7 separate regions of the Mus musculus genome follow, and regions 1, 2, 3, 4, 6 and 7 are each linked to region 5. A link is a contact called in public HiChIP or PLAC-seq and promoter capture Hi-C data. All regions are on one chromosome and are shown on one strand. Each heading gives the region's core, a stretch centred on a gene start, on an enhancer-like site or on the middle of the called end of the contact. The rest is flanking DNA. Distances are from core to core; before and after follow the strand shown. Region 1 holds the start of Prkra (protein kinase, interferon inducible double stranded RNA dependent activator). Region 2 holds the start of Cerkl (ceramide kinase-like). Region 3 holds the start of Itga4 (integrin alpha 4). Region 4 holds the start of Itprid2 (ITPR interacting domain containing 2). Region 5 holds the start of Cwc22 (CWC22 spliceosome-associated protein). Region 6 holds the start of Rbm45 (RNA binding motif protein 45). Region 7 overlaps Itga4 (integrin alpha 4).

Region 1 (3,157 bases), core at 179-2,678, 1.3 Mb after region 5:
ACCCGTGTATATTATACAGAAATAAAAGCGAGAATAGGCTTAACCTAAGCCCCAGTAGAATTCAATTTGGTTCAATTCCGGATATTTTTTCCTTGCTTCCAAGTGTTTGGGCTCTCATACAACCAAAACAAATTTCCATCACAGAACCAAATACTTTTGTACATCAACCTAAAACTTCCATTAAAAAACAAACAAACAAACAAACAAACAAGCAAACAAAAAAACCTTTTAGGAGTCTCTCAGTAAGAATATTTCTAGAATTCAATTCTAGAGCATTAAGTAAACACAGGAGCCATTGTGCAAATAGTTCACAAATTCTAAGACGCTCTGAAGCGCTAACACACCCACAACATACTCTGTAGGTGGAGCGTTCCAGGTTAACGTCATCACTCTCCATTGCACAGGTCAACCGGAAGAGCAATCCTGGAAACTGGTCTAAATATCCTTGCTATGCACTCCACCTCCAGCATCTCTTTGGGGATCCCACATGTTCCCAAAGCAGAGGTTCTAAACCTGTGGGTTGCAAGTCCCCTGGGGTTGCATTATAGTAGCAAAACTACAGATATGAAGTAGCAAGAAATAATATTATAGTTGGCGAGGGGGAGAAGGGGTTGTCACCACGACATGAGGAACTGAATTAAAGGGTCACAGCATTAGGAAGAATGAAAACCACTATCCTAAGCAGGTCACAAGAGTCCGCCAGACAGCAGCGGGCCCGCCAGACAGCAGCGGGCCCAGGGATCCAGGGCTCTTAAAGCCACTGGCTGCCCCTTAGCTGACGCTCTCGGGTCTCAAGTTTCGGGGCCAAGATCCACAATTTTCTTAGTAATTTACCATTCGAATTTTTAAATCTTTCTTAAAGTAGTCCAACCCTTAATCTTTTTTCCTTGCTCCTCAAACATGCTAGGCTCGTAGCCTACTACTAGCTTTCTCGCTGAGAAGGAAGCCACCTCCCTTTAAGGACAAAGGACTGAGGCTCTCTGCACCACTAAAGGCGGGAGGGGAAACTCGGGGAACCGAAGCGGGGTGCAGGCAGGAGCCGGGAAGAGCCGGGACATGCAATGGAGGCGGGGCCTAGAAGGGTGAGGGGCGGGGCCGGGCGCTCAGAAGCTTTGGAAGCGGAACGGGGGGTGGGGGGAGGCGCCTGCAGAGGCTGGGAAGAGCCCGGACTGGCAGAGAGGGCGGAGCCAGGTCGCAGGAGGGGCGGGGCCGGGCTCTGAGAAGCTCTGGGAACCCAACTAGAGAGCGGGCGGTAGCTGGGAAGGACAGAAACTTGGCAGAGAGGGCGGAGCCCGAGGAACGGGAAAGGGCTGAGCACTGTGGCAAAGTGGAGCAAGAACATCGAGGGGCTGAGCATGGCAGAGAGGGGCGGGGCAGAGAGGCTGGGCAGAGAGGGGGTGTGGCCGGCTCTTCCGCGCCGAGGCCCCGCCTCTCCTTCCTTCTCCTCCTGTCCCTTAGCTGGAGGGAGGCAGGCAGCGATTCGAGGGGCGTCCAAGCGGCAGCGCGGGCACGCTCCTCTCGGGAACTGGCCGACGTGGAGAGGGAGGACCCAGATCCACACTTCTCTTGATTGCTGTGGCCAGCCGTCCCTTCTCGCCATGTCCCATAGCAGGCATCGTGCCGAGGCCCCGCCGCTGCAGCGCGAGGACAGCGGGACCTTCAGGTCAGCGCCGGGCCGTCGAGGCCTCAAGGCCCAAGACGGGTGGGCAGCGGGGCAGGGGCAGGGAGCCGGCTGTCGGGCAGCATTCTGGGTAAAGCTCCCCCCTCTCCCGGCGTGGCGCTGGGCCCGCCCTCCGGGCCCTGGGGGTCTGCTGCGCGCCCCGCCCCTCTAGTGACCCTAGGCAGCTAGCCGATCGGGAGGACTTGATCAGTGTTGAGGCGCAGACCCGGGTGTCTAGCTGCCTAGTCCAAGCCCACCCGATTTCTTTCAGCATCCCTCCCACCGCTCTCAAGTTCTCTGTACAGACCTCTCCACTCTCCTCCATGGGCTGCAGCACCCGGGGACAGGTGCTCGCCCAGGCCTTGCCACTGATCCTGGCCGCTGGGGAGCTGCAGAACCTTTTTGTCACCATTTGTGACTGTCAAAACTGAGAAGTGGATGCTTTTGCTTCCCTTTCAGCTTTGACGTGCAATGCCTACGTTTTTTTCTGGTTTTTGCAGTTTGGGCAAGATGATAACAGCTAAGCCTGGGAAAACACCGATTCAGGTATTGCACGAGTACGGCATGAAGACCAAGAACATTCCAGTTTATGAATGTGAAAGATCCGATGTGCAAGTACACGTGCCCACTTTCACCTTCAGAGTAACCGTTGGTGACATAACTTGCACAGGTCTGTATGCAGTTAATTCCCCATGACCATGTGGATTGGAGGCCCTGATTCTATGTTGCTTTTCAGTAAGGAAAAGCGCCCTTTTAATTAAGATGGCTGTGGGAGTGTACTCTGAAGACAAGAGACTCCAGGATCAACTTCATTTGTTTCGCTCCCTAGTTCTGTCTCGCTAAGATGTAAGGAAGCTCAGACACTCCCAGCATCCTGCACACTTTCCAGTACCTGGGGAGCCGGCTAAAGTTCCTCTTAAGAATTAAAAACTGGAAATATTCTTGGAGCTCCGATAGCCAAGTCCGTGGGTGCTATCGCCTTTCAAAGTTACAAAGTTACCAGCGCAGAGGCTAGTAGCCACGCCGTCAGAATTTTCCGAGTTTCCCTTTTTATGGACACATCTGGAACTTCGGATTCTTGGTACCTACCACGCTTGAGTGTGTGTCCATGAAAAATCAGGGAAACATAGAAGACTCCCATACTGTATTCCTTCAAGCTGCAGCGCACAGTAGCTTCTAGTTCTAAATACTATATAAGTATTTTGTATAAAATTGTTTCCTCTTTTTATTCATGAAGTGGCAACTTTAAAAACCTTTTCATAAGCTACATGCCCAAGGTCACACACCAATGAAGTTTTAAAGTTCAGATTAATGCCTTCTTTTAGTCTAAGCCTGAGAAAATGGTTACCAGAGTTGCCATTTGTAAACGTGGACATTATTTTCCTACATACCTATTTAGCTGAAAGCATAAAAATTGTTAAATAGTTTAATTTGTAAATATACAAAGAAAAATTAGAAAAAGCTAAAGTTCCACTGTCTGCTAGTCTGAGCATATCA
Region 2 (3,030 bases), core at 70-2,569, 1.5 Mb before region 5:
CCTGCCCCTTTGTAAAGGTCCTAAGAAGTAGCCATTGCCTTGGCCTGTTTGCCTTGGCTCTCAGCAAGTTTTTAAAATGCCAGGGAGCTTGAGTCTGCCAGACAGCTGTGAACTCAGGATGTTAACTCTAGAAGTGAACTCTTCCTGGAACTGGCACAGCTCTTACCTACCAGTGGCTGCCTATGAGAGACTTAGTGGAAGATGGATGGAATCCTTAAGTAATAGTACAGAAACCCCAGTTTTAAATCACCCTTCAATGCCTGACCACCCCCTCATATAAGGACTTCACAAAACCTCTTTACTTGCCTAGTCTGCAAAAACACTAGGCTCTTGTTTTCTGATTGCAATTCTCAGCCTAAATCCTAGACTTTCAGAGGGAAGTATTTCTGGAACCTGGATTCCATCCCTGGAGATTGCAAATTGATCGTTTTGAAATGTGGCCAGGACAACTGGATTAAACAGCAACCGCCCTCCCCGGGCCACTCTATTGTGCAATCACAGCGGGAGAACTGCCCCTCCTACCAGGAGGAAGTTAACGGTGAGCTCTGGAGGCCTCCTTTTGCATGATGGTCAAGTTTGGGTGAGTAAGCTCTGCTCTTTGCAGTTTGCAGCTGTCGCATCCAGGTAGAGCTAAGGGATCCATACACTACACTATGGAGGTGATTGAAGGTAATATCAACTTTGTGAGGTGTACATTTGTCTATGCAAATCAGGGGTTTACTCTTACTCCTGGGCAGTCAAACAGATGTAGTCACACAGGTAATGTAGCTCCTTGGGGGAATCTCAGAGGACACCCCTGAGAAGATAGACAGAGCCTTGCGCACTGAAACTCCTTTGTGTCTCTTGGCCAGCAACTTCTGCAGTCACCCAGTAAGCAGATTCTTACTGTTCAATTTTATTTTTTTTTATTTATTTATTTATTTATTTATTTATTTATTTTTTATTATTTTTGGACAGTGTCTTACACGTGCTCCCGACGGCTGTAGAACGCACTATTTAGCGCTGGCTGGTCTGGAACTCAACTTCACCTGCCTCTGCCTCCTGAGTGCTGGAACTGAAGGCTTGTGCCACAACTCAGAATTTTGGATTCTCTTTAGATTTATCTGACAAGAACCTGCACTTCATTTAACAAGAGACTAGGTGATGCCTAAGCAATCCAATTTGGGGGATGCCTGGCAAACTCCCGGAGCTCAGCCAGGAAAATTCATACTAGCAGCATGGTCCAGAGAGGACAGTGGCCCTCTCTGGGGGCAAAAGAGAAAGCTCCCGGGGCTCCTCCCTTCCGCCCCGCCTTCCTTCAGGAGCTTTTGGTTGCCTTGGCAGCGTGGGACAAGGCCCAGGCAGTGGCTGTAGCCACACTTCCTTCCCACGAAGATTTCTGGTGGCTCCCCAATTCGGCCCAGCACCGCGTCACCATGTTCCGGGGGAGACGCAGGAGCCGGGTGGGCGCCCTGGAGGAGGCGCCTCCGGAGAACCCAAAGGCAGCTGCTGAACCCGAGCGGGTTTTGCTGCGTGGCATCTTCGAGATCCGGAGGGAAAGCTGCGATGTGGCGTTGGGCGAGCGGGCCCTGCGGTGGCGACGCATCCAGCCCGAGCTCCCGGCTGGTGAGTGGCGGCCCCCTACCTTCCCACGCCCCCCACACCCTGCTGCCGCCACGCCCTTCTGCCGCCACCGACACCCCTCTGACCCTCCGCCCCCAGCCTCCTGTAGGGGTTGTGATTGCAAACCAGGAAGTTGCAGTTCCCCTTCCATCGGGAACAAGTTTTGAAACCCGATTTTTAATGAATTTCTATAGAATATCACACCACAGATTTGTGCTTTACTTAAACTTACCTTCTATTGACTTAAAGTCTTTTTTCTTTTTTTCTTTTTCTTTTTTTTTTTTTAAACAAGAAAATGCGATGCTGCAATTTGCAGTAGAAATATTTCAGGTCGGCTTCAGTTAGACCTGTCTTGGAGAACAGTAGAATGTGGTTCACAGTCTGGTTTTAATTAGCTACGAGTTTATGAAATTAAAAACAGCTGATTCCCCCCACCTTCAGAGGGAAAAAATACTCCTTGTGCCACAGTCTGTCATAGAATGGAAAAGTCATTGTTTGAAAGTTTCTTGTCCAAACGTCTAACTAAATGAAACCATCCAGTCAGGGACCAGAATTAGTGAGGAGTGTGAATTCCACCTGAGCCACATGTGCAGTGCTGTTCACTCAAGCAAAGCTACTTTGGGCTTTAAGCAAAATGTTTTCACGGCCTTTGAAAGCCCAAGGTGAAGAAGTATTTCCCGATTCTTTAGATTCTTTAATATTACAAGCAAGGTGCAGGGATGTGGGATCTTTCTTTTAACCTGTAAATCAGCCTGAGTTGGGGAATATAAATGTAACTAGAATCTCGATTAGCCCAAGGAACCAATTTAAGCTACAAGCTTTTAGAGACTGCAGTGCAACAATACTGCACCCCACCCTCCCTTGTAGGTCACTGCTACAGCACAAAGACAAATAGTGACAAGAGGAAAGAAATCCTGTTTTGTAGTGAGTGGTGACTGAGGAAAAGGAGGTTTAATTAGCACTCCTGGTAATAGAATTTGAAAAGCTCTCATGACAGTTTTATTACTCCAAACTTTGCAAGTGTTTAATTTTGCCCTAAGACCCTTGGTTTTCTTTCTCTTCATACAGAGCACACTAGTTTTCTTTGCAATTAACACCTGATATTTAAACCAGGAGCCTCAGAAACCTGGCACATGTATTTGTAGAAGAGCCCAAGAGGCACATTACTAAGTCCAGTGGGTAGAGAGTAGTCATTAGGTGATGGTATGAGCTAAGCACTATGATGTTGCATTATCATAGATACGGGTGGTGAGGACTAAGTAATGTGGGGTCCAGAGCAGAGGAGAGACCACCACAGGTAGGAGAACGTTGTGTTGAAATGTGTGGTAGAGGAAGCCATGGCTGCTGTTGCTTGACAGGTGCCTAACTTCCCAGGGTGGAGCTGGGGTCATGAGTTCTCTGGACGTTATTTCATGGTGTATATGAGCT
Region 3 (2,912 bases), core at 198-2,697, 1.3 Mb before region 5:
GCATGCTGTTTTTTTCTTCCCATTCTTTTATGGTAGGTAGTGTCATTTTTAAAGGAAGGGGAAGAAAAATCCCTGGGCTACATGGTGGGATATAGGCTAAATGGTGAGATATAGGCTACATGGTGGGATATAAGCTACATGGTGGGATATAAGCTACATGGTGGGATATAGGCTACATGGTGGGATATAGGCTCAATCAAAGTTTCTATTCCTGATGTGCAGCTCACGCTAGAACAAAGTTGAGAAGTTGGGTCCTCAGCCAGAGAGGGGTTTTAAGGCTTTGAAACAGATTTTACACATGGAAGAGTTCTAGGACTGGTAGAAGGTAGCTTGCCAGAAGCCACCCTATGAGACTTCCCCTGAAAGAGGTTTGGAAGATACTGAGATCACATACAGTTGCAAGCAAAGGAGAGGAAAATACTCTCAGGAGCAAGCTGGCATGGGGTTAAAATTGAAAAGCTTGTACTTTAATCCAGAAGAGACCAGCATCATAGTGTCTTCCAGGACTTGCCCAACAGTGGACCCACGAAGGGGAGAAAGTTCATTATGTCTTGTTTTGGGGACCCAACTCACCCAGCTGGAGCTGTTCGCAGGTCTGGTTTGGATTCTTTCTGATCCCGCATCTGTAAATCGCCCCAGGATTGACCACTGAGGCATTAGAGAGCCAGCTGGCAGTGGGAGCCCCCACGATGAGCCTAAAGCAAGAACCATGCAAGTTCGCTCAGACGTGAACCAGTCTGCCCACCCACTCTGCCCCGTGTTGGCTTGTGACAGCTGTGCAGTGGTCAGCAAGGGAAGTGGCACCCACCTCCTCTTCCCATGACTGGAGACCCAGGACTCAGGAGCACCCTGGGGGCTGCCATCCCAAGATAAGTTAGTTCCAAGGCTCTCCAGTGAGGCAGCTGGCTGAAGCCAGGTCTTTCTCTGACCTCCCAGGAGGGCGGAAAGTTTGATTCATACAAGGAATCCCAGAGGCGGAGGCGCTGTGACATGCCTCTTGGGGAGGGCGCACTCACCAGCGCTTCGACCCGTGGCTGTGCAGCACCACCGAGTAGCCAAACAGCGTGCCGGAGGGGCCCTGGTACAGCAGTGCATTCTCCGGGTCCAGGTTGTAGGAGTGCCCGGTTGGCACCCCGAAGTACAACAACAGCATCACCGCTTCCCGGAGGGCGATCCCTCGGGACCTCGGTCTGCACCTCGCTTCCGCAGCCATGCGCTCTTGGTGGAGAACATTCAACACAAAACGGCCACTGACCAGAGTTGCACAGGATGCGACGGTTGGCCAAAGAGAAGAGCGCCCCAAGAGATGAAGTGCAGCAGCGTGTCCGGTGCTGGCAGGCGACAGGGGCGGAGAGAGGGACGCCAGAAGAGGAGGGGAATTGGTGGCCACAGGCGGAGCGATCGTAGTGGCCAGGGATGCTTCAGGCTCTGGCCCACGCCCCGTTTCTGTGGCCCCGGAGCCAGGGGCCGGGTGCTCCTAGGATCTGGGTGGGGTCCTGGGTGTGGTGCAGTGGCTCACAGCCTGGCCTCCCTCTCCCCAACCCGATCCCCATCCCCGCCCCGCAGCAGCTGTAGGGGGCGCTAGGGGACCTAGGTTGCATGGACTCACACCCTGGCAGACATCACACACAGTGGCTCTGGCTTCTGGGGCCCAGCAAAAATAACCCTTGGGGGAACACAAAACAGATCAGGGGATTCCCTTTTGAAAGTTGGCTAAGGCTTGATGCCTTGCGGGACTTCACCAAGTGACTGGCCTCCAGGGCCAGTCCCAGTGGCCAATAATTTGGGAACTAAGACTGTGGAGAACCTTCCAGAACTTCCTCTGTCACTTATGTGCTGTGTAGCATACAGAAATTACACAGTTTGCAAGAAGCCAAAACTGCTGCCCCCCCCCCCTCCCGCCCCAGCCCTATTGGAGCATTTGGTGACAAAAGTATATGGCTAGTCTCTTCAAAACTCCCAGGCCTGCAGCCTTTTATGCAGGCTTCCTTCCTCTCTATACACTTCCTCTTAAATAGAGTCTATACGCATGAGCAAGCCAGGCAATAGCCTAACACAGAAAACCCAGGCAAGCTAAGGAAATTCTGTGACTTGCCTCACTTAGCAGACTCCACCCCTTGCTCACTTCTTCATAACTAGTCCCCATGTACACACTCAGTTACCCCAGGACATACCTACCACCAGATGTGTAGACACAGCCTAAGACAAGGTCATAACAGGCTTCTAAAAAGCCACCAGAGATCAGAGTCACAGCACACCTAAGCCAGGAGATGGGCCTCTGCTGAACATACTCCTTGTGTGCTGCTTTTCTTTTTTTTTTTAATTTTATTTTATTTTTAATTTATGTCTTACACTCCATATTCCATTCCCTGCTTTTCACGCTGGAGCAGGAGGCAAGTGCTGGTGAGTGTTAGCAGGTGAGATGCTGGCCCTCTTACCTTTGTTGCAAAAAAAAGACAAATGACAAGAAAGAAAGAAAGAAAGAAAGAAAGAAAGAAAGAAAGAAAGAAAGAAAGAAAGAAAGAAAGAAAGAAAAAGAGAGAGGGAGGGAGGGAGAGAAAGAAAGAAAGGAAGAAAGAGAGAGAGAGAGAGAGAGAGAGAGAGAGAGAGAGAGAGAGAGAGAAAGGAAGGAAGAAAGGAAGAAAGAAAGAAAGAAAGAAAGAAAGAAAGAAAGTCCGTGTCTGCCAGTTACACCAACAGAATCACAGGCCCGCAGCTGTCGCTGTTCACTGAGTCAGATCATCTCATGCAGTGGGCAGCCCCCAGTCCTCGAAACACCACAACAAATCAGCAGGATGCCTGGAGGAGCACCCAGCAACATTTTTGGCCTGATAGTAGAAAAGAAAAGTTCCCTACTCCATAAAGTTTAATTGTTTGGGAACACTTGAAGAGAGCTGGAAGGCAAGGATCGC
Region 4 (3,228 bases), core at 574-3,073, 1.7 Mb before region 5:
ACATTTAAAAATCTCAGCCTTCTAATCTAACACTGTTTGATGGCGAGCCCCTGGCACACAGTATAGTACTGTGCTTTGTAAAGGCCATATTCTTGTCATCTGAAAATCAAGGGGTTAAAAGAGGCTGATGGTTAACCTAAAGATGTCTTGAAGCAATGTATTTGCCTCTGTGCATCTTTAAAAGGAATGCCTATACATCCCATAATATTTCAGACGAGTCTATGATGCCTAAGTAAAATTCTGCAGCTAACAATCAGTATGGCTCCAGTTATGAACTAAGACAGAGACAGCTATTGGTCTTTACAGGGAAAAAAAAAAAAAATAATTCCATATGTGAGTAGCTTTCAAAAAGAAACAGAAAAAAAAAAAAAAACCAACAACCAAATAATCCCTAGGATAAACATAATTTGCGAAAACAATAATATGCCCAGAAGCAAATGCCAACCAAAGTTTAAAAGTTATAGTCTTCACACACAAGGTTTTTCAAAGAGCAAATAAACTGGGGGAAAAAATAGAAGTAAAACACATTTTACTTTAGTCAAATTTACTTGTAATAAAACCCATCTCCTCTGTATTTTATCAAACATTTTTGTGCAGGTTGCCAAAGTATGTAACTAAACAGACTCATAAAGTATGAATGCCTTCAAAGCTCCATTTCCTTCTGCGAATTCCAATGCCATCTGACAAAACCCTGTCCCAGGACTTAAACTCCAAGGAGCAAGTTGGCTAGTTTTAATAGGTCCCCAGAGAGACCTAAGGCACACAACACAAATTAAACCCCAGTTAGTGTAGCTAAGTAAATTAAACTCGTCTATAACACGTTTGAAAGGAAAATGATTCTATGCCAGATATGCAGATGCCAAAATAAAGAAAAATAAAAGGTTCTGTGAAACATCAAAATTATTTCAAGAGAAAGCACGACCAGCCAAAGTAGCATCACTGTGACCTGTTTTAGTTTCTGATCTGCTGCTGACATCATGCCCGGACTGCTGAAGTCGTCAACTCGGTCACCAAATAATCAGCGGCCACAGCACTTCCAGTTCTAATCGCTTCTAGAAGGAAGCTATCGGCCGGCTCACTTTCCGGTTCCTAGCTTACAGTGACCACGGGACCCAGAGACGAAGTCGAACCCCCTCGCTTCTCCCCCAGGCAACCCCCGCTTTACTTACCGGCAGTCTTTGAGCCATATCGCGATCTTCTCGTTGGGCACGTTTCCTGCGGGAGTAGAGCGAAGGGACAGCTCGTTAAAGACCCCAAACATAAGTACTCAGAGGCTGTGCCATCCTGACACTCCCTTGCAGGAGAATCTGCCCTGGCAACCCGTAGCCTCCGAGAGCCTTCCCGGCGCCCGACCCAGGGGAGCCAGCCGGCAGCCAGGTGCACATGCTGGAGCTGAAGCGCGGGTCACGCGCGCATTTAAAGTTCGGGGGCGTCCGGTCCCCGCGCCCGGTGGCACGGAGCACGCCACCTCCCTGATCGCACGTCCCTGTCCCGCGCACCGACCTCGCCCCGCGGGTGCCGGCAGCTTCGTGCCTGGGAGGTCCTCCTCGTCGTCCTCGTCCTCGTCCTGCGTCGTCGTCTCTGTGGACAGATCCTCGGTCTCCGACGCCTGCCAGGAGCTGCGGCACTTGGCCCAGGCCTTCCTCCTGCGACTCGCCACTTGCCACTCCAGTTCCTCCTCCGCCTCCGCCGACAGGGGTCGGTTCATGGCCGCGCCGGGGGCTCCGCGGGCCCAGCCCGAGCCTGCGCGGGACACAGCGGCGGCTGCGGGGACCCCCGCCGCTGCTGTCAGCGCCCAGCCGGGCAGGGGGCCCGGGGGAGCCAGAGCGGGCGCCGCAGGAGGAGGGGACAGGGAGGGGGGGAGGGAAGGAAGGGAGGGAGGGGCGGAGGGCCGGCGCTTCACGTGAACCCGGCCTGGCGGGGCGCAGGAGCGCGAGTGGCTCCGGCAAGCCGGGTAGGCGCCGAGCGCCCGCCCGGCCCGGTCCCGCCTACTCTAAGACCCCGCCCTGCCCCCTTTCTAGCCACGCCCCCGCTAATGCACAGTCCAGCCTCTCGCAGCTGTGCGCCACGCCCACGACGGAGGCCACGCCCTCTTCCGGTGGCGGTCTTGCCGGGAGGTGAGGACGAGAGTTGGGGCGGGGCACGTCCTGACGGGCTAGGAGCCGAACCGCCCCTTCGCGGTGGCCTCAGGAAAGAGCCAGATTTGTTTGTTTGTTTGCTTTACAGCTTTTCCTTCTCTCAACTCCTCTCTCGTCCAGAAATAGAGGTAAAGTGCCAAGGCCAAGTCTCATAAAACGCCCCCGCGTGCAAACAAGTGACTGGGCTGCTGAGACTTAATCAGTGTAGGATGCCTACAGGATTGGGCAAGGATGAAAGAGACGTGAGATTGTACTGTCAGCTTGTCAAAGCTTACCTTGGTGTTGCTCGCACATTTTGAGAAACCTGTGTGTCCTGGTTATGTGAGGTATGAAAATCCAGTGAGAAAAAAGTGGGTATGTCACATTGAAGCTGCAGACAAAAAAAAAAAAAAAAGGAAGTGAAGAAAGCGACCTGGGAGTATAAAGAAAGCTAACTGCTTGGATTTGGGACTTAGAAGATGTAACAAGAAGCAGGTCATGCCAAGCTTCTGAAACAATTCTTAAATCCCAGCTTCCTCCGTCCCCTTTATCATACTTGTATTTCCTATGAGGAAAAAAAGATTAAAATTCTATCCAGATTGAGACAAAGTGTTACATATCAAACAGTGAATGTCCTAAACCATCTACAGACAATATAGAAAGCTTCCAACATTTTATTGAACTCTGCAAGCAAAGTGAGAATAGTTTTTTGCTTTGGTCTATTTTTATGCTTTTTCTTGACTAAAAAGGACATTTTTACATAAATAATATTTTAAGGAAGAAATTTTCCACTTGAAATAGATATTTGCAGTTCATAAAAGTCCAAGTTAAGTGTGCATTCATAAATGAAGGAAATAGTTTTTGGAACACAGAATGTAGTGTCCTTGAGATGAGATGGAACCTAGTTTCTTGTGCAGGCCTTTGCACATAATCTATTCATCTTTAAAGTAGCACAGGGACCTTCCTGTCTTTGGTCCTTACTTCTTTCTAGCATGGTCCATATGTTTGATAGTTCCCAATATATCATTAATCATTGATAGAAACAACAACTCCTGATGGTTTATCAATATCCCCAAGACCAATTCCAAAATCCAAGCTGGCTTCCCGGAGC
Region 5 (3,117 bases), core at 508-3,007:
CCTTGAACACTTGAACACAGGTCTGCCTCTTAAATTATGGGATTAAAGTGCCTAGCCCAGGATTTTTATTTTGTTTACACCCTGTGGGGGTTTGAATAAAAATGGCCCACATAGACTCACAGGAATTAGGAGGTGTGGCTTTGTTGAGGTAGACTTGGTGCAGTGGAAGGAAGTGTGTCACTGAGGTGGGCTTCTCAGATGCCCACGCCTGGCCAGTGTTTGAACGTCTTCTCCTGCTGTCTGTGGATCTAGATATAGAATTCTCAACTCCTTCTCTAGCCCCCCTACTACTTAGATGCCATAAAACTCCCCACCATGAATTCCACCATCACAATAATGGAATAAACCTCTGTTGTAAGCCAATTAGATTGGCTGTTTGTTTGTTCATTTGTTTGTTTGTTTGAATATAACAATTGCTGTAGTCATGGTGTCACTTTATAGCAGGAGAAACGCTAACAAAGTCATACTATCTCTAGGAAAAGGCTGAAAGCTCAATCACCCTAAAATTATAATAAAGAAGCAGAGCTTACTGCCCCAGGCATTTGATGCCAGCCCCTAGGAAGCAGAGCCAGGCAGATCTCTGTGAGTTCAAGACCAGCCTGGTCTACATAGTAAGTTCCAGGCCAGCCAGGGCTACATAGTGAGACCTTGTCCCTGTTTAAAAAATAAACAAAATTCTTGGAGAAGCCAGGCCTGGTTTACAAAATACTTTGAAATATAAAGATGATGTTGTTTTAGGAAGAGCTTTCCAATCACATTAGCATGCTCTTTAACACTTACCTTTTGGTAACACTGAAAATCAAAGACTAAGGAAACAGTATAATTGAGGCCAGTGCTCTAAACTCGTTACAGATTTCACATTCCAACCCTGAAAGTATCATAAATACAACTTGCTTCTTTTTTTTTTAATTTTTTAATTAATTAATTAATTTATTTATTTTCGGAGACAGGGTTTCTCTGTATAGCCCTGGCTGTCCTGGAACTCACTTTGTAGACCAGGCTGGCCTCGAACTCAGAAATCCACCTGCCTCTGCCTCCAGAGTGCTGGGATTAAAGGCATGTGCCACCACGCCAGGCAACTTGCTTCTTTTCTTTTTTCACCTTCCTCTCTCTCTCTCTCTCTCTCTCTCTCTCTCTCTCTCTCTCTTTCAAGACAGGGGCTCATTATGTAGCTCTGGATGTCTTGGAACACACAGTGCCAGTCTCAGCCTCCAAAATATTTGGAGTAAAGGCAGACACCACCATGTTGGGCCTCCAATTTACTTCTCACTGTCCTTACAACATATCATTTATAATCAGATAGTCTTCCATTCACTTGAATTTAAAATCTTGGAACTTAATAGATACTAAACATTTTGTCACTTTCCCCTCTTCTCCCAAACAGACTTTTGGTAAAGCTTCTGTCAAAAATCTGAAAGGGATCGCTACTTTTTTTATTATTTTCAGGCAAGGTATTATATAGTAAGCCTCTGCGGTAGTTTCATAGTATGTATCTTAGTGTTAAGCTTTTACACTGAAAAAAAAAAAAAAGAAAGAAAAGCTACGGTGTCTACTAAGAGCTACTTTTTATGGCTTTAGAAGATGAGTAGTGTTAGAATAAGAAGCATGCCTCGAAAACCTAGCTCTCAAAAGTGTCTCTAGTGTGACCTCCTATCCGAACGAACTACAATTCCCGTCATGCACTGCGGTCCAACTACAACTCATTTCCGTCCGCGCTGCCAGAGCATGCTGGACTTTGTAGTTCACTCGGACTCACATGTTCTTTTCTCGTGTTCTTTGTAAGGAATGACAGTGTTACTAGCTGGATTGCTTTGACTCAAGGTGTTACTATACCGCATTATCATTAATCGTATCACATACCTGCCAATTCACTACCAGTTTTTCACTAATTTCTCGCGCTACTTTCACCCGGGAAAGGGAACTGACGCTCTTCCGGTATGATGGCGGCGCGGTGGAGCTTTAGGTAATTACGGAACTCTGAAGACTCGGGATAGACTAGGAGCCAGAGTGGGGGCGGCGGGTTGCTAGGTCGCGTGGAGAGGGCAGGGACTTGCGAGTGGGCGCTTGCCCGGTGGGCCTTGCTTTCCTCATGTGGCTGCGCCGTCTCCACCGGCGGCCCGCGAGGTGCCGTGTGAGCCGGCTGGGCCTAGCGCCGGCGGCGGGGCGTGCGTGTCTGGGCCTTGGTCTGGGTTGTCGGTGAACACCTCTCCTGGGAGCACCCTGGGTCGCGTCCCCAGTCGGCGTCCCGGGGCTGGCATTAATAAATTCTGGTAACGCGTTTGCCTCATTCCAGCTTATCCCAGTAGCCAATTCTATTACATTTTCATTTATGGATCGTTTTCATTGACTTGACTGAACCCCTGTCATGTTTAGCCCTAGTGATCCATGTTTCGCATCTTCTGTGTTTAGGTCGCATACGTAGTTAACCTTAACTCTAAAAGCCTCTACTATTTGCAACTTCCAAACATGGGTTTGCAGTTCCTGCCCCTAGCGAGCTGCAGGCCCTACAGTACAAACAGCACTGTGCCAGCTGTTTGACCTGCTCTAAATGCAAGACTTTTTTGATACATTGTAGCCACTTAACTCGCCCCCCCGCCCCCCGGAAGAATAATTTGGGGAAAGGTATTAATAGAAACAGTAACTGAGCCCCGGCAAGCCGTTGGTGAGTTTGCCCAGTGGTTAAAAGCACTCTTTCAGAGGGATCTAGGTTCGATCCAAGCACCCACAAGATGGATCACAACAAATTATAATATCAGATTCAGGGGACTGGATACCTGCTTGCTGATAGCCACTTGCACCAGCAACTTGAACTGTCCCTATATGTATATGAAGGCAAAAAAGATCCATACATGTGAAAATGAGCTACCTTTTCTGTTAATTGTGCTCTGTATTTAAACTGCCTTTTGTTTATTTATTTTTCCTGTTCTCTGTGTAGTCTTGACTGTCTTGGAACTCACTCCTTAGAGCAGGCTGACCTCAAATTTAAAGAGTTCTGCCTGCCTCTGCTTTCTGAGTGCTGGGATTAAAGGTGTGGGCTAGCCGGGTTTAGACTGGTTATTTTAGTTGAGTCCTACCTTGTTCATGACTGGCCCAGTCAGACTCAGTCTGGAAATAGAC
Region 6 (2,944 bases), core at 259-2,758, 1.6 Mb after region 5:
AAAGAAAACACAAATAGTAGATAAAAGGGGAACCTTGGATAAATAAGAGCGGGGATACCATCAGATCACAAATTTCTAAATTTTCGAGCCTAAAGAGCTTATAAAGTCCCCTGATTAATGACTGTATCTATATAGCGCACATGAATGACCTAGCACACACCTTGTTCTCAAAAATTTTAACCCCGTTCCTCCCTTGCTCTCCCCCCGCCCCCATTTATTTCCCCTTCTCTACGTGCTCATGGCTGGCCTCTTCTTTCTTCTTCCTTTTCTTTCTCTCTTCTTCTTCTTCCTCCTGCTCCTTCTTCTTTCCCTCCCCCTCCTCCTCTCCCTCTGCCTTTCTCTGCCCCTACTACCCTCTAACTCCCCTCCCCATGCCCAGGTGCAGCATAGAAGAGGGGCTGGAGACACTCTAGCCCACAGTCCATGAACACTCGTAAATGGTATTCTTACAAAACCCAAACCAGAATTCCCCCACACCTTGCACCGTTTTCTAGGTTTGCCCCTTTCCAGTATAGCATAGCTTGTCACAAAATACTTTTACTTTGATAATTTTCTGTTTATAGGCATGGTGCTGTAATTTTTTTTTTACTTAAGAGATCCTTCAAGCTTTGTAAAAGTAAAATACACGAGGAAAAAAAACCCTAAAACTAAATTTTCTAGTCGCGAAGGTAATTACAGTGTTCGAGAGAGGAAGCTCAGAAAAGTTTTCACAATAGACAGGAAGACGGGGACAGGAGGTTGACTGACTTACGAGGTCAGCCACAGTTGTGCTATCCTTGGATGTGGCTACCCAATCTGTTCCCAGGGTAAGAGGCTCCTTTGGCCAGAGGCCGGGGATCCGCTCCTCCAAGCCATCCTCGGCACACTCACGGTGCGTGCAGAATCCAACCCCTCTCCTACCAGATGCACAGCATCCCCGGCGCAGCAAAGGGGCGGGAGAGACCCCAACCCATACCGCCGTCACCCTCGCGAGCACCCTCAACCCCGGGCACCCATATCCCAAACACCCCAACCTGGGCATCTCTACCTCACACACCCTAAACCAGGCACCTCAGCCCCGCACCTTGATGGGCTTGGTGTCGCTGGGACCCAGGCACTGTCCGTGCATCTCCTCCATTGCCCGGCAGGCCTGTGAGCTGCGCGCGAACTTGACGAAGGCCACGCCCTTGGACTCCTTAGTGTGCTTGTCGCGCACCACCCAGATGTCCTGGATGTCTCCGAAGGGCGAGAAGCGCTCCCTCAGCACCAATTCGGATGTGTGCTTGCTGATCACTAGAAAAATGCGGCTGTTGGGCGGCTCATCCAGGCTGTCTACGCCCGGGCGGAATCCTCCGCTGCCTCCCAAGCCGCCGGCGTCGTCCATGGCGCCCCACGCGGGACCCAGGCGCAGCCCCCCTGCAGGCCCTGTTCACCCGGCAGGTTCTCGGCCGCTTCCCGGCCGCTTCCCGGCAGCTCCCCGTCTCGCCCCACGCCGGTAAGCAGCTCCGCTTCCGGAAGAGCCGAGAGCCGGAAAGCAGGTGCGTCCCGCAGTGAGGTCTGCGGGCTTCCGGGAACATTCTGCAGCGCCCCCTGGTGCCACGGTGGACTCAGCAATCTCAAATCTTCAGTCCCAGGGAAAACCAAGAATGGGTTTATGCAAACCACTTTGCCCTGTGGCTAAAAAGATCCACCTGCCTGATTCTTAAGCCTTCCCAAAGCTGGCTTCTACTAAGCCTGTAATCAGATTGCTACATTTGAGGCCTCCTGGGCTACATAGTAAATTTGAGGTCAGCAAAAGCACCACACCAAAAATATACAAAAAGCAGGCAGGCTTCACTCAAAATGGTCCATAGAGACAGGTACAAAGGACCATTGCGTTGGGGTCTTGCAGTAAGGGGGAGAGACTGGACTTGGTTCCAGTAAGATAAATGGAGGACAGTACAATATGAGTTAGTATAAGGACAATTACTGAAGATCGCGGGGTAAGAGAGACTCTCAGTAGATCTGCTTCCCAGAACTTAGGCTGTAGATAAGTGATAAGTTGATAAGTAATAAAACATTAACAGCCGGGCAGTGGTGGCGCACGCCTTTAATCCCAGCACTTGGGATGCAGCAGCAGGTGGATTTCTGAGTTTGAGGCCAGCCTGGTCTACAAAGTGAGTTCCAGGACAGCCAGGGCTATACAGAGAACCCCTGTTTCGAAAAACCAAAAAAAAAAAAAAAAAAAAAAAAAAAGACATTAACAGCAGTCAGACATCAAGGATAAGAATTATGGCGAAACTGACTTATCAGGATTTGTCCTCCAATTAGATTCCCCTAGAACAGAAAGCTGGAAGTTGGATCTAGTCAAGCAGAAGACCTGGGGGGAGTTTGTCTGAAATTTTGGTGAAAACACAGTCTTCATCACCGTTTTGGCGTGGCCTTGTTAGGATGGGTGTGGCCTAGTTAGAGTGGGTGTGGCCTTGTAGGAAGTGTGAGGTTGAGCTTTGGGAGTTTCAGTAGCAGTGCCTTCTTTCCCTCTTGTCTTTGGACCTGGAGGTAGAACTTCCAGCGGCTTCTCCAGCACTATTATCTCTGCCTGCTGCTATCCTTCCCGCCATGATGACGGTGGACTCAACCTCTGAAAGTGTAAGCCAGCCCCAGTGAAATGCTTTCCTTTATAAGAGTTACCGTGGTCATGGTGTCTCTTCGCAGCAATAGAATACTAAGAGTTAAAACCATAGAGTCTGATGGCTGAAAGGAGCCTTTTACAACCATGGAATCCTTATCCCTATTTTTAGAGATGAGGAAATCTGAGGCTCAAAGTTAAGATGCACAGGTAACAGAACCAGGCCCAGAGGCAGCTGTGTGTGTGATCTACGCAGCTACCGCAGCCCATCCAAGATGCACGAGCAGGGAGAGTGATGGATGCACATCTGAGAACTACGAGAAATTAGAGGGCCCAAGCAAAGTGCGAAATGCCCAC
Region 7 (3,007 bases), core at 55-2,554, 1.4 Mb before region 5:
AGACTGGTGTGCCAACCAAGGAAAGACACTGTATACATGAACAATTCACCGGGGCCCCCCTAAATGACCACTGACTCCTGGAACCCACACTCGAGTTTTAGCCAGTGTGGAATCTCATACAAATGTAATTAGATGTAATCCTTGGTAGCTGCGATTTTGAATGTAGTTTCTTTTATTTAAACTTTGTGAAATTAGTTTCAATCGGTGTTTGCAAATTGCTTGTCACTTAAGTCTGTGCTCCACCCTAGTTAGCCACTTGTCTTCTTCTTTGCCCAGTCAGTGGTAAGTAGGATTTCAGTCATTTCCCATGTAGAACTATAATAGTCTCACATTGAATACACACATATACTTGTTCTGTGTATATATCCCTTTGCATTCCTCCTATCTTTTCTCCCTGTATTTCTATTTATCTTGTAAAAACATTTTTTAAATACAAGATTATACATTATGCAAAGTAAATAACAAATTATACTATAAGAGGGTGTGTTTTAACCTAGAAAAAAAATGCTGTACTAAGTGGATGCCACAGGAAACGCAGGCAGGCCAACAGAGTAGGCATCTGGAAACTCCTGTCTGAACGTAAATCATTCCTTTGTTTTTATAAATAAAGTTTTATTGAGTCTAGCCATTCTCGCTTTTGCACTACTGGTACAGATGAGCAACTGAGACTGAGTGCATTTTTTCCAAGAAATTGAAACTGTCACGTTATAAAAACCATTGGGGTGGCTCCTGCTATACAGCCCACATGACTGATGAAAACTTTCAAATTAACAAGCAACATGTGGTATTACTAGACAACTAAAATCCATTATCTTTGCTGTTGGTTTTTGTTTTGTGTTGTCTGGTTTTTGTGGACTAGAGTCATGCTATATGTAGGCCAGGCAGGCCTTGTACTTGTAATTCCATCCCATGCTCTGGCGTGCTGTAATTACAGGTATGCATCGACATGCCTGGATCCATTCTGACATCAACAGAGGGTCCTTAATCTCAGCTGGCAGAGGCTACAGGCTTTTCCCTTAGAATCCAAGTAGAAGTAGAAAAAGTAATCCAGCCCCAAGCCTTTAACCTCCCCTGTAGCACCCTGTAGAAAAGAAGAGAGAGAAATAAAGGATACCCTATGTGAACCAATTCTCTTTTCTGAGCCTTGGATTTGAGAAGCTGTGCAACAAATGAATAATAAATAACAAAGTACTCATTCTAGACCCTGGCTACCATCTCATCCTGGAGGTACTTGACGGAGTGGTCATGAGCTACCCCAGCACGAAGGAGGTGGTGTGGTTTGCTCATGTTGTGAGCCTTTGGACTTAGTCAGCAGGCTTCTCCTTGGCAGCGATTGTTAAATGGTGAGAAGAGAGCCACGCTGCCTTTTCCCTACCGTTCTATCATCCAGTTACGACCGAAGGGACTTTCAAGGTACTCTAAAAGTAAACTTCAGCTTGACATTAAAGTTTAATTAAGACTTGTACAAGAGCTGCTTAGAAATAGACATTTATAAAATATTCTGGCTTGGAACCAAAGCATTAGTCACTGAACACCTTTGGGAAAGAAGTTGGCACTTTGACAGGCAACAGAAGGTGGCAGCGTGGCATCCGCAGCCAGCTTCTGAGACAGCAGCCGATCAGAGCGGCACCAGGCTCCTGTTGTCAGCAAGACTCCCGGTTTAGTTTCCATTTTAAGCTATTTTGCACAATTACCACAATCCCAACTCCATGATTCTTAAAAGTACACCTTTCTATACATCTTCTTTAACAAGAAGCCATTGAAAAGACACCAGCCAGCGTCCTACATACCATGAAGGAGAGCCAGCTGCACATCTGGACGGGTGGCATGACTGAACCAGCGGCTTCCCTGGGACTTACAGTTCATTCTTCATGAAAACATGCATAATGCAGGCTTGAAATTTACAAAGCTGCTTAGAGTCCACATAACTGACACAAGCCCAAGTACTGTGCACACATGGAACCATAACTTAATAAGTGAATGAGGAAACGAGAAAGCTGTTACACCAGGTTCTACATTTTCTCTCAGTGAACATGACTGGATTTTACAAGACATTCACAAAACCTTAGTATTGTCAATATATTCTTTCTTGGTGCAATAAATTTGGTCTCTGAAGATTACTTAGTTTTGATCAGAATGGTAGGGACAAAAAAGGAAGGAAAGAAGGCAGGCAGGAAGGAAGGAAGGAAAGAAATAAGGAAAGAAATAAACAAGGGGGGAAAAGACAACGCAGCAAAATAAAATGTGAATGGTTAGCACAGCTTAATGCTCAAAGACACACAGCAGAATTATCTGACAAAAGAGAAGCCTTCAGCAACTGGCCTCCAGTCCAAAGTTGAATTTCATCTTCTTTTCTTTTTCTTTACTATCATCTGACTTTGTTGAATAAAAGTTCAAGGAGAGAAATGAAAAGGAACTTGGATTAGGAAGCTGGCCCGGAAGTGAGTGGACGTTAGTATCGAAGCATGAACTTCATTCTTCGCCTGCTTCGGGAGGTCAGTCAGGCTTTGATTTTACAAAGGACAGTTGTATTAGATTAGCCTGTTGAAGAGTTAAATGCATGGTGCCAGGTACCATTCACAACTTACTGTCTACTCAGAGTTCCCCACTTGATGCTACCAGAACCCCAGATTACTCAGGCAGTGGGCAGCATTTCTTTGATGTTGCAGAAGATGAGCATTGAGTTCAGCTTTGGGGAATGAAGCCTGATGGCTAACATGACCACAAAGACTCCATTCTCCCTGCGCAGTGACAGACTCGGGGGAATGTCAAGTTAGAGTAAGCATGAGAAGGGAGATTTTTTTCTGAAAAGCTTTCAAAAGAAAACACACACACACACACACACACACACACACACACACACACACACAAAGCAAACAAACACACTCTTGTTCTTGCATCCACTTCCTTTATGGGAATGTTAGCACTAAAATATTATAATCAAAAATAAAAAAACCAAAAGAACATAAAAGACAACCATATATGCAGGATTTCTGGCTGTATAACA

The links. Promoter capture Hi-C pulls out the DNA fragments that hold promoters and counts their contacts. HiChIP or PLAC-seq counts read pairs in DNA pulled down with a chosen protein or histone mark.
Region 1: a contact with region 5 is called in a promoter capture Hi-C map of pre-B cells, with 4 times the contacts expected there. The contact joins the promoter of Prkra here to the promoter of Cwc22 in region 5. A contact is called at or near these places in 5 of 39 promoter capture datasets (the C10 cell line, hematopoietic stem and progenitor cells, liver and 2 more), 1 of 484 Hi-C or Micro-C datasets (pre-B cells), 1 of 115 datasets of contacts at active chromatin or transcription factors (astrocytes) and 1 of 9 other capture datasets (adipose tissue).
Region 2: a contact with region 5 is called in an H3K27ac HiChIP or PLAC-seq map of embryonic stem cells, with 10 times the contacts expected there. The contact joins the promoter of Cerkl here to the promoter of Cwc22 in region 5. A contact is called at or near these places in 1 of 115 datasets of contacts at active chromatin or transcription factors (embryonic stem cells) and 2 of 9 other capture datasets (adipose tissue and liver).
Region 3: a contact with region 5 is called in a promoter capture Hi-C map of hematopoietic stem and progenitor cells, with 4 times the contacts expected there. The contact joins the promoter of Itga4 here to the promoter of Cwc22 in region 5. A contact is called at or near these places in 6 of 39 promoter capture datasets (embryonic stem cells, erythroid cells, hematopoietic stem and progenitor cells and 3 more), 3 of 115 datasets of contacts at active chromatin or transcription factors (astrocytes, large pre-B cells and microglia) and 1 of 9 other capture datasets (embryonic stem cells).
Region 4: a contact with region 5 is called in a promoter capture Hi-C map of pre-B cells. The contact joins the promoter of Itprid2 here to the promoter of Cwc22 in region 5. A contact is called at or near these places in 9 of 39 promoter capture datasets (the C10 cell line, cranial neural crest, embryonic stem cells and 5 more), 6 of 484 Hi-C or Micro-C datasets (CD4 T cells, CD8 T cells, muscle stem cells and 2 more), 8 of 115 datasets of contacts at active chromatin or transcription factors (astrocytes, cardiomyocytes, embryonic forebrain and 5 more) and 2 of 9 other capture datasets (adipose tissue and liver).
Region 6: a promoter capture Hi-C map of liver shows a contact between it and region 5, with 6 times the contacts expected there. The contact joins the promoter of Rbm45 here to the promoter of Cwc22 in region 5. A contact is called at or near these places in 7 of 39 promoter capture datasets (the 3T3-L1 cell line, the C10 cell line, cranial neural crest and 3 more) and 1 of 115 datasets of contacts at active chromatin or transcription factors (extraembryonic endoderm stem cells).
Region 7: a promoter capture Hi-C map of hippocampal neurons shows a contact between it and region 5, with 2.6 times the contacts expected there. The contact joins the enhancer-like site here to the promoter of Cwc22 in region 5. A contact is called at or near these places in 2 of 39 promoter capture datasets (the C10 cell line and hippocampal neurons) and 1 of 115 datasets of contacts at active chromatin or transcription factors (astrocytes).

What each region holds. Positions count from the first base shown.
Region 1 is chr2:76,646,298-76,649,454 of GRCm38.p6, reverse strand. It overlaps Prkra (protein kinase, interferon inducible double stranded RNA dependent activator), which reads left to right and starts at 1,428. Exons shown (of 8, transcript NM_011871.3): 1 at 1,428-1,663; 2 at 2,161-2,330. The coding sequence starts at 1,599.
Region 2 is chr2:79,427,277-79,430,306 of GRCm38.p6, reverse strand. It overlaps Cerkl (ceramide kinase-like), which reads left to right and starts at 1,319. Exons shown (of 13, transcript NM_001048176.1): 1 at 1,319-1,605. The coding sequence starts at 1,416.
Region 3 is chr2:79,253,961-79,256,872 of GRCm38.p6, reverse strand. It overlaps Itga4 (integrin alpha 4), which reads right to left and starts at 1,447. Exons shown (of 28, transcript NM_010576.4): 1 at 1,017-1,447; 2 at 574-695. The coding sequence starts at 1,213.
Region 4 is chr2:79,634,020-79,637,247 of GRCm38.p6, reverse strand. Itprid2 (ITPR interacting domain containing 2) reads right to left here and starts at 1,823. Exons shown (of 18, transcript NM_080558.4): 1 at 1,504-1,823; 2 at 1,170-1,215. The coding sequence starts at 1,708. Gm46751 (a long non-coding RNA gene) reads left to right here and starts at 2,186. Exons shown (of 2, transcript XR_001783386.2): 1 at 2,186-2,266.
Region 5 is chr2:77,944,996-77,948,112 of GRCm38.p6, reverse strand. It overlaps Cwc22 (CWC22 spliceosome-associated protein), which reads left to right and starts at 1,757. Exons shown (of 20, transcript NM_001362658.1): 1 at 1,757-1,963.
Region 6 is chr2:76,368,548-76,371,491 of GRCm38.p6, reverse strand. Rbm45 (RNA binding motif protein 45) reads right to left here and starts at 1,508. Exons shown (of 10, transcript NM_153405.2): 1 at 1,064-1,508. The coding sequence starts at 1,363.
Region 7 is chr2:79,308,233-79,311,239 of GRCm38.p6, reverse strand. The region is part of intron 17 of Itga4 (integrin alpha 4); the gene reads right to left. Among named protein-coding and RNA genes, the nearest start is that of Gm22606, 39 kb to the left of the region's middle. Within about 2 kb of position 1,304, at least 13 of the 459 cell types and tissues checked have an H3K27ac peak or open chromatin away from gene starts, as enhancers often do. A contact at or near this core is called in hippocampal neurons, where this site is marked.